Linked DNA regions of Gossypium hirsutum: regions 2 and 3 are each linked to region 1. A link is a contact called in public Hi-C data. All regions are on one chromosome and are shown on one strand. The core of a region is the stretch at or near the end of the contact, and the rest is flanking DNA. Distances in the headings are between cores, read along the strand shown.

Region 1 (2,803 bases), core at 164-2,663:
GGAGGATGTGAACTCGAGTGTGTTGAAGCGTATTATCCTCCTATATATGGGTTGGGGAGAGATTATGGGTAGTTCTAGGCATATTACATAAAAAAGAACAGATATGATCAGAATGTATAATGAGATTGTTCAAAAATAAAAAAAAAACACTAAATTTATAATAATTAAGTATAAATGTTATGCGTAGGTAAATTTTAAATTATTTAAAAATTAAGTTTGAGTTTGTGTAAATATTCTACAATTTTTTTTCTAATTTAGTTTCGGATAAATTTTGATTATAAGTTAGTTGTATTTATATTAAGTTTATTTTTATTTTAATGGATGGAATGTATATTATTTGTGATTGTATTCCTAGATTTCTTCAATAATAATAGTTAAAAAAACAATAATACATATTGGCATCATGATAAATTTAGCCTTAATGTTTACATTATTTGTCAATTTAGTTCTTCTTATTATTCTAGTTAAATTTGTCGTTAACAATGTTAAAATAGTCAAATTATATTTTTAACAAAAATACTAATTAAAACATTAGCCTTTTAACGATGTTAGCGTGATAGCTCACATGATAGTTTACGTGTACTTGACACTCCAAAAAATAATTTAAAAATATTCAAAAAATTAAAAAAAAATTGTAAAATTCCAAAAATTTAAAGTTTTAATCAAGATTTTTGTTAAAAAAAAAGTAATTCAACTCTCTTTAAAAGATTAATAATCAAATTCAACTTTTTATACAAAATTGAGGGCCAAATTGTTTTTTAAAAGTGACAAAAAATATAAAACTTAAGGGTTAAATTTATCATTTTGCCTTAAAATTCAAAATTTAACTATTTAATCAACTATTTCAATTTAACAATGGAAGTCTAATTGATATGATAGAAAAAAAATCTCTTAAATTAGATGAGTAAGTACTTTTATATTCCATATTCAAGAATCAGGACTATCCATCCTTTTAATAATGTCATCTCTAAGGTTCGAACCTAAATTTTCTCTTTAAAGGTGCAATGTGCCTTACCATTATTTGTTGATAACTTTAGTTACTTTTTTTCTCAAATATTATTCATAACTTTCTATTACCAAATATGACTTAAGAATTACAATGCTAGTTGAACACGTTTAGGAAAATTAAAATTTATTAAATAACAAAAGAGAATGTAATTAGTGTACAAACACACCACCAACTAGATTCAAAATAAAGATGTTTACATTTCAAATTGGACATTGGATGCATTGGGATTTAGAAAATACACGTAATCGCAATCAAAGCTGAAAAGAGTAAATTTAAAATGTGTGAGAAGTAGAGGGAGTGAAAGCAAAAGTAGAGGGATGCACAAGGGTGGAAGAGGGGAATAATATAATTAATTAATTAGGCCTTTCTTGATATAGTTTTAAACACGACATCATCATGATTAAGAGGAAATAAAAAAAAAAAAAAAACAAAGAAACCCAGCTCCTACATCACTAATATTAACCTAGCAGCTACCTTTTCATCTAAAATAAAAATAAACTCTAAAAAATCTCGATCTTCCCTTCTTTTATAAACTTCCAATTTTATTTTTATCCCGCTGCACAGAAGAAAAAACGATAAGGTTCCCCTTTTTATATGTAAAAATGATATATAAATACAATCTTGTTTAATTTTATTTTCGATCTCTGTAATTTCGCCCTGATTGGAGAAGGATCACAAATCATGTCGAATTTGGGGTAAATTCGGCTTTGACATTTGGGTGTGAAGGGGAAGATACTTGGAGTTAGGGGTTTAGGAAAGGTCGGTCAAACGTCCTTAGCCAGGTCTCCTGAGTTTCCCGTTTTCTTGTTGCTTCTTTCGATTTGCAAAGAAGATGCTGTATTTGAAGCAGCCAAGCTCCATTATTTGCAAAGGAGGACCGATTGTGGTTTGGCAAGAATAAGGTAAATTTCCGAATTGAGGTATGGATTTTTCTCTCAACGGAAACCAAAGGTAAATAGCGAGAAAGTTCCATCTTTAGTGCATGCTCTTCTGATAAATTCCCTGAGCCTGGGGCTCGGGGGGGAGATCTGAACCTGAAATTGAAAAATAACAACGGTGAGGAAAAAGAAGCTTACCATGGAATCCTCCGCTGCAAAATATTGCTGCGATAATATTAACAATCATGGGAGCTCCTCCCAATCTCAAACTTCTACATTTATGCAGAAATTCAGACTCTACGAAACTCGATCGGTAATTTTTTCTTTCATTTCTGTTTTTTAATTTTTTTAATTATTTATTTGTTTGCTTTGATCTCATTGTGATATCTTTAATTTTCGTTGTTATCAACTTGATTTTGATGTAATTTTACTGAAGTATATTTGTTTTGATGTTGAACTTATTTTTATTTTGGTGTTTGTGTACAGAACTTTTATATGATTGGAAGGGATAAGAGTAGAACTTATTGGAGAGTGTTAAAGATAGACCGGCTTGATCCTTCCGAGCTGAACATTCGGGAAGACTCTACCACGTATACAGAGAGTGAATGCTCTGAGTTGTTGAGGCGGATACATGAAGGAAATATATCCACCGGTGGATTGAGATTCGTTACAATTTGTTATGGCATTGTTGGTATGGATGTTGAAATTATGTTATGGTTTTAGGAGTATTAATTTTATTCAAATGTTGTTAATCTAATACGTAAAAATTGTTCCATGTTTTAGGGTTTATTAAATTTTTGGGGCCTTACTATATGCTGCTTATTACAAAAAGAAGGCAGATTGGTTCAATTCGTGGTCATAATGTATATGCGGTTTCAAAGACTGAGATGATTCCTGTCCCAAATGCAACTGTTAA
Region 2 (2,803 bases), core at 127-2,626, 210 kb after region 1:
GATTCTTCGGGTAATAGTTCTGAAGAGAAATGGGAGTACCCGAAGGCAATACGATGCGCCACTTCAAGTGCTTGCCAGTGTTCATCTGGATTGAAGTAAGTTTGAATCAACAACGCATTCAGCATTCGAAATCCCAAACAAGTCAAGAATACATCCTTTGAAGAATATGGAGATTTCTTTTGTGGTTTTGCTTCAGCATCAGACAGATTTGGATGCTTAATTGAAGAACCATTCTTTCTCTGTCTCATTTTTATGCTCTTCAGCTGCGACTGCAATACTGAATGTTTCATTGGATATCAAAATTTTAAACCAAGGGAAAACAGATACCACCTATGAAAACCGACACAACTTACCAAGCAAAATCAAACCTTTTTATTTCCCAAAATCAATCAGATAAAGCCCCTCTCACCAAATCACTGATAAAATATACCAACAATCAAACAAAAAGGAAAACCTAGAAAACAAAGAAAAATCTAATCTAATCTAACCTAATTAAGAAAAATTGCTTTAGAAAGTTATACCTTTGGAAAGGAATTAACATTAAAGGAAGAACAGAGGCAAAAGCACCACCATCACCACTCAGAACCACCGTTGAACGTGTAGGGGCTGCGCGCATGTGCTGTGCCTTTTTCCTCACCTCACCTCCTCCCTGCCCATGCATACCCTTGCATTTTCCCCTTCAAGTACCATCAATCCACCCTCCTAATGTCTATATATTTTTCCCCCTCTTTAAGTCCCTCTCCCTTCGTTCACCAACTTCAACCCCTACCTTCCATCATCTGTCAAAAATCTCCCCCTATCAAAACCCTAATTATCCCAATCACAAATCCAAAAACCTAAGTTCCTTCGACCGTGATTCTCCCGTTTACCCAATCTAATTCAAACCCAGATATATCCACCCCGTTCGATTCATTAAACTGCCTTTCAATCTACATAGTCAGGGACAGCAAAAGAAAAGGTGGATCTGAGTGGAACAAACAGAATCAACAACCTAATTAAAGTTCAAGATGGTAAAACCTCCCCTTTGTTTGTTATGATCTGTAATTCTTTTCTAAATGATTTTTCATTATTAATCACTAATTCTTGTCTAGTTAATATATGATTGTCTTAAAAAGGAATCTCAGCAGCTCTATGAAAGAAAACTAATGCCATAATGTAAAGGCATAACCATTACAATCTTATTCCGTGGCTCATCATAATTGTTCGGTTCAATAGATTATCCTATTACAGGTTTATTTCATTATTTCATTTTAGACTTATGTAGAGAAATGATGTAATTTTTATTCTATCTCCTCTCCATTGATAACTGATTCGGTGCTTAAGGAGACCATCACCTCAAAAACGTTTTATCCCTATTATATGTCTAAATGTGAGGATTGTTGAGTGCCAAGAATTCAATCAAGGAATTTATTACAATTATTTTTGCTTGTACTGTTTCAATTCCACCAAAATTTTCAGGTGTTAGTAAACATGGACACTACTAGAAAATGCGATTGCATCCTTATTCTTCTTTTGCTTTGGTGCTATACATATTCACACATTTTGTTTACTAAGTAGATGGTATTCTTATCCTCCACAACTGTGTCTGGCTAACCCGAGTAAATACCATGTGTTGAGGATTTTGAGTTGAAGGTCATGAATCCTTATGGACAGACCAAGGTAAGTGTTAGTGTCACGGGACTAGACCTTTCATCTCACGATCCGTGCGGCCTTAGGCGATCCGTTCGTCCAAACTCGCCTAAGTCAGCATTTACTCAAGTGATGATTCTTTTAGAACTCCTCCAAGGCACCAATTTGTATAGCGAAGCAATTTATGCCAAAAGAAGCCACAAAATAACAATAGAAAGAACGCACGAGAGGTGTTTGAGTAAATTCTCTCTATATTCTTTTATTAAAAAATAATAATGAAATAATGAATGGAGTGAGTACAAATGAGGGGAGGCTCTCTATTTATAGTTGAGCTCCCAAAATCGACGGTCAAGATTAAATTACATCGATAGACGAGATTAGCCTATCCTTTGATTTTAAAGATTTACAAGATTACATCAAATCATATCAAAACTAATCTTTACAAGATATCATTCCCTATTAATATTTAAATATTAGTTCTCATACTTATCAAGATAGCCTAAGTTATCATATCTTCATTATCGGGCCAACCAGGCTTCAATCTGACAGGCTTCTCCAACAGCTTACTGAATTGGGCCAGTTCTTGCGGGCCAAATGATCCCCATCTAAACAATAGACTTCCATTGGATGCATTTGGTGCGATGGTCACGTGCTTTGAACTTTGACATGTGACACTAGTCTGTTCCAAAATGTTTATTTTCTTAATTCACAATAATTGTACATTTATTGTATTTAATAGATAAACTTTTCCTTATATTTACCAACTTTTCCTTGAAGAAATTGCAAGAGATATTCAGAAGGCTAAACCATATTAGTGTATCATTTTACTGCGTTACTTCAATCCAGTTGGTGCTCATGAGAGTGGTAAAATTGGTGAAGATCCAAAAGAAATCTTGTGAAAAATAGAACGTCGATAATGAAAATGTATCACAAAGAAAAGAGAAAAAAAAGAACACACAAATTTTACGTGAAAACCCTTTCGGAAAAATATCACGGGTAGAGGAGAAGATAATTCACTAAGTCAAATTCGAATAATTACAAGAGAAGTAGACTATGTCTATTTATAGGCTTGTAAAATCATATTCTAATAGAAGTGTAGTAAGATTGAAACACCTTATTTTAATCAATATCAAATAGATGGAGTTTAATAAGGTTTAAAAAACCTTATTCTAAA
Region 3 (2,803 bases), core at 98-2,597, 150 kb before region 1:
ATCTAGGTAGGAACTACAGTGAAAAATCGGTGTCGCTTGACCAATCGGCAACACCCCTCTCCCCAGCCACCGGTCACATCAGGTTTTAAAAAAATAATTTTTTATAGGTGTCACCTGGTCAATTGGCGGCACTGAACTAAAATGTGATGACCTTAAATATTTAGGGGCCTAATATGTAAATTTTCCATTTTGATTGAAAAGCTTTAAGGGTGCCGCCTGAAACCTTGGTAGCACCAAACTTCAAAAGGGTAAACTGCTTATTAACCCCTTTTTATTTATTTTCTTTTTATTTCCCTTCAACACAAAAAATAGAGTGGCCTATTACCAATTAGCCCAAAAAGTTTTTTCTACTAAAAAGTATTTTTTTGTAAAAAAAGCCGATTTTAACTGGAAATAAAGTTAATTTATTTTTCGAAAAATATGTTTTTCAAATTATTTTATTCCAGTTCGAATAATTTTTCGAAACATAAATAAAATTTATTTCCAGTTGGAATAAGCTTTTTTACAAAAATACTTTTTAGTAAAAAAATATTTTGGACTAATTGATAAGATGCCTCTCTATTTTTTGTGTTGAAGGGAAATAAAAAGAAATAATAAATAAGAAGGGTTTATGAATCAAATTATCTTATTTGAGGTTTGGTGTCACCAAGCTGTCAGTTCGTACCCTTAAAGCTTTTTCAATCAAAATAAAAAATTTACATTTCAGGTCCTTAAATATTTTAGGTCATCGCATTTCAGTCCGGTACTGTCGATTAACCAGGCCACACCCATAAAAAATATTATTTTTTAAAAATTTGATGTGACCGGTGGTTGGGGAGACGGGTGCCGCTGATAGGTAAGGCTGCACCGATTTTTAACTGTAGCTCCTTCCTAGATTCATAAATATTATTACCTTTATCCCATTTTAATATTTATTTAATTATTTTATATTATTTAAGTAAAGAAAAAGAGTTTACAAATATAATTATAGGTTCAATTACAAATACAAATCGGATCAATTAGAACTAAAACAAGAAATCAGAACAAAGCAGAGACAAACTAAAAATTAAAATATATTCGTACCTAAATCAGAATAAAATTGTAGAAATCTATACATAATAAAATTTAAACTCAAAATAATAACATTTACCCGTACCTAAGACCTTTAATATTGCATTATCTAACACTACTAAAACGTCATTGGTGAACTTTATTTGTTTAAATAATAAAGGGTTAATTGGAACCGTCACTAGTTAATTAATTGAGTGGGAATTTGTTACAATATAAAGTGGGGGCCAAACCGTCACCGTCACCAAAAAGTTCAAAATAAATAAATAATATTTTTATTAGTTTTCCACTTTTGTCCTTCCCATAGCTGTGAATCACTGTGGCTTCGTTTTCTTAACCTTTTGCCTATTTCCCCCCCTTGACACAGCATATTCCTTTCTCTCTCCCATCAAATAAAAACCTCTTTGAAAAAATAACGAAAGAATTTTTTTTTTTTGGAAAAAATAACCCTAATTTCCGTCTCCGTAATCTGAATCTCTTGATCTCCACATGCAATTTTCTTTCCTTGTCATTTAAGGTGCGTTCTTCACGTTTCATTTTCTTTGCATTTTCGGTTTTCTTTTTTATGAAATTTTTGATCCAAAAGAAAGAAAAAAAAAAAGAAGTTTGTTAAATTTTGCGGTTTTCAACTTTTTTTTTCTCGAAAATTTTGTTGATGTTTCCTGTTAAAGAATGTATTTAGAATTATTTACCTTTCTTTTTTTCGGTTGCATTTGATGAATTTGGAGTTAGCATTGCTTCTATTGATTACCTTCTTTCTTTTACGGCTATATTTTTTTTATTCATTTTCTAGGAACAAAGATTACTTCTATTAATTATAAAAAGGAAAAAAATTACCATTCATTGTACCGAATGTTAAATGAATTGCTTTAGTCATTTTTATTCAAAAATACATTGTTGGTTCCTTTGGCTTCTCAATTATTTATGCTTAGGTTTTGTACGTTTTTACTATTATCATTCTTCTTCTCATCAAAGGGTAATTCTATTTACTAAATGCTTCCTTGTTCTTAAATGGATCATAATTGAATTCTAATTGGATCATCATTTTTTTTTCTCTGTAGGTGCTTTTTTTCTCTAAGGGTGGTAAACTTTACCACCCAATTTGCTCAGTTCAGAAAAAAAAAAAAAACAAAAGGTTAAGGTTTCTGGATTGGGCATATAGCTGAAGTCCAAAGTATGCGGAATACTTGGTTGTTTTTCATGGATTTAGATGGAGGAGGGTCTCCATATATTTTTCCCATGGAGCCCTTTGTTTCTAATGGTTTGGGAGCTCACTTGTTTTCGCAGTTTAGTTCGTTTGTTGACAGCTCTTTGTACCATTCTAAACATTTGTATGTACCTGGTAGTCTCGCATTTCGAGAAGCTTTTAGTTGTATGTCGAAGTTTACAGGGGCTATACTGTTTTGGTTCTCTAGTATGTCAACTTCGAAGTTGAGTAGGGATATATCATCTGGTAATCAACGTGGTTTGGAATCTAGGAGTTGTGAATCTTCAGTTCTGGTTAAGCACATATTTTCTTGTAAGAATAATCTTGCCGGATATCGGTTTGCCTCTGATTCAAGAGGCCTATTTGCCACCCCTCTTGTTTTTGGTAAAATTTCGAGTTATGCAATGAGAAGCTTCTTTGGAGAAGCAGAAGCACTCCGACACATTCCTTTGCTATCATTAGCTGCAGCTTTGATACCACCATTAGACAACTTGTAAGGTTTTTTTATCTCACAAATTCCATTCTCTTTTACCTTTCTGTGTTATGTTT

Evidence for each region. A called contact is a pair of places that touch in the nucleus more often than the background predicts.
Region 2: a Hi-C map of leaf shows a contact between it and region 1, with 2.7 times the contacts expected there. The contact joins the promoter of LOC107901028 here to the promoter of LOC107901025 in region 1. A contact is called at or near these places in 6 of 34 Hi-C or Micro-C datasets (hypocotyl, leaf and petal).
Region 3: a contact with region 1 is called in a Hi-C map of leaf, with 2.6 times the contacts expected there. The contact joins the promoter of LOC107901022 here to the promoter of LOC107901025 in region 1. A contact is called at or near these places in 10 of 34 Hi-C or Micro-C datasets (anther, callus, hypocotyl and 1 more).

Annotation. Positions count from the first base shown.
Region 1 is chrD06:15,789,177-15,791,979 of Gossypium_hirsutum_v2.1, reverse strand. LOC107901025 (phosphoinositide phosphatase SAC3) reads left to right here and starts at 1,413. Exons shown (of 16, transcript XM_016826843.2): 1 at 1,413-2,200; 2 at 2,374-2,578; 3 at 2,671-2,803. The coding sequence starts at 2,087.
Region 2 is chrD06:15,576,295-15,579,097 of Gossypium_hirsutum_v2.1, reverse strand. It overlaps LOC107901028 (mannosyltransferase APTG1), which reads right to left and starts at 1,376. Exons shown (of 10, transcript XM_016826850.2): 1 at 522-1,376; 2 at 40-277. The coding sequence starts at 248.
Region 3 is chrD06:15,936,381-15,939,183 of Gossypium_hirsutum_v2.1, reverse strand. LOC107901022 (fatty-acid-binding protein 2) reads left to right here and starts at 1,347. Exons shown (of 11, transcript XM_016826838.2): 1 at 1,347-1,564; 2 at 2,109-2,747. The coding sequence starts at 2,224.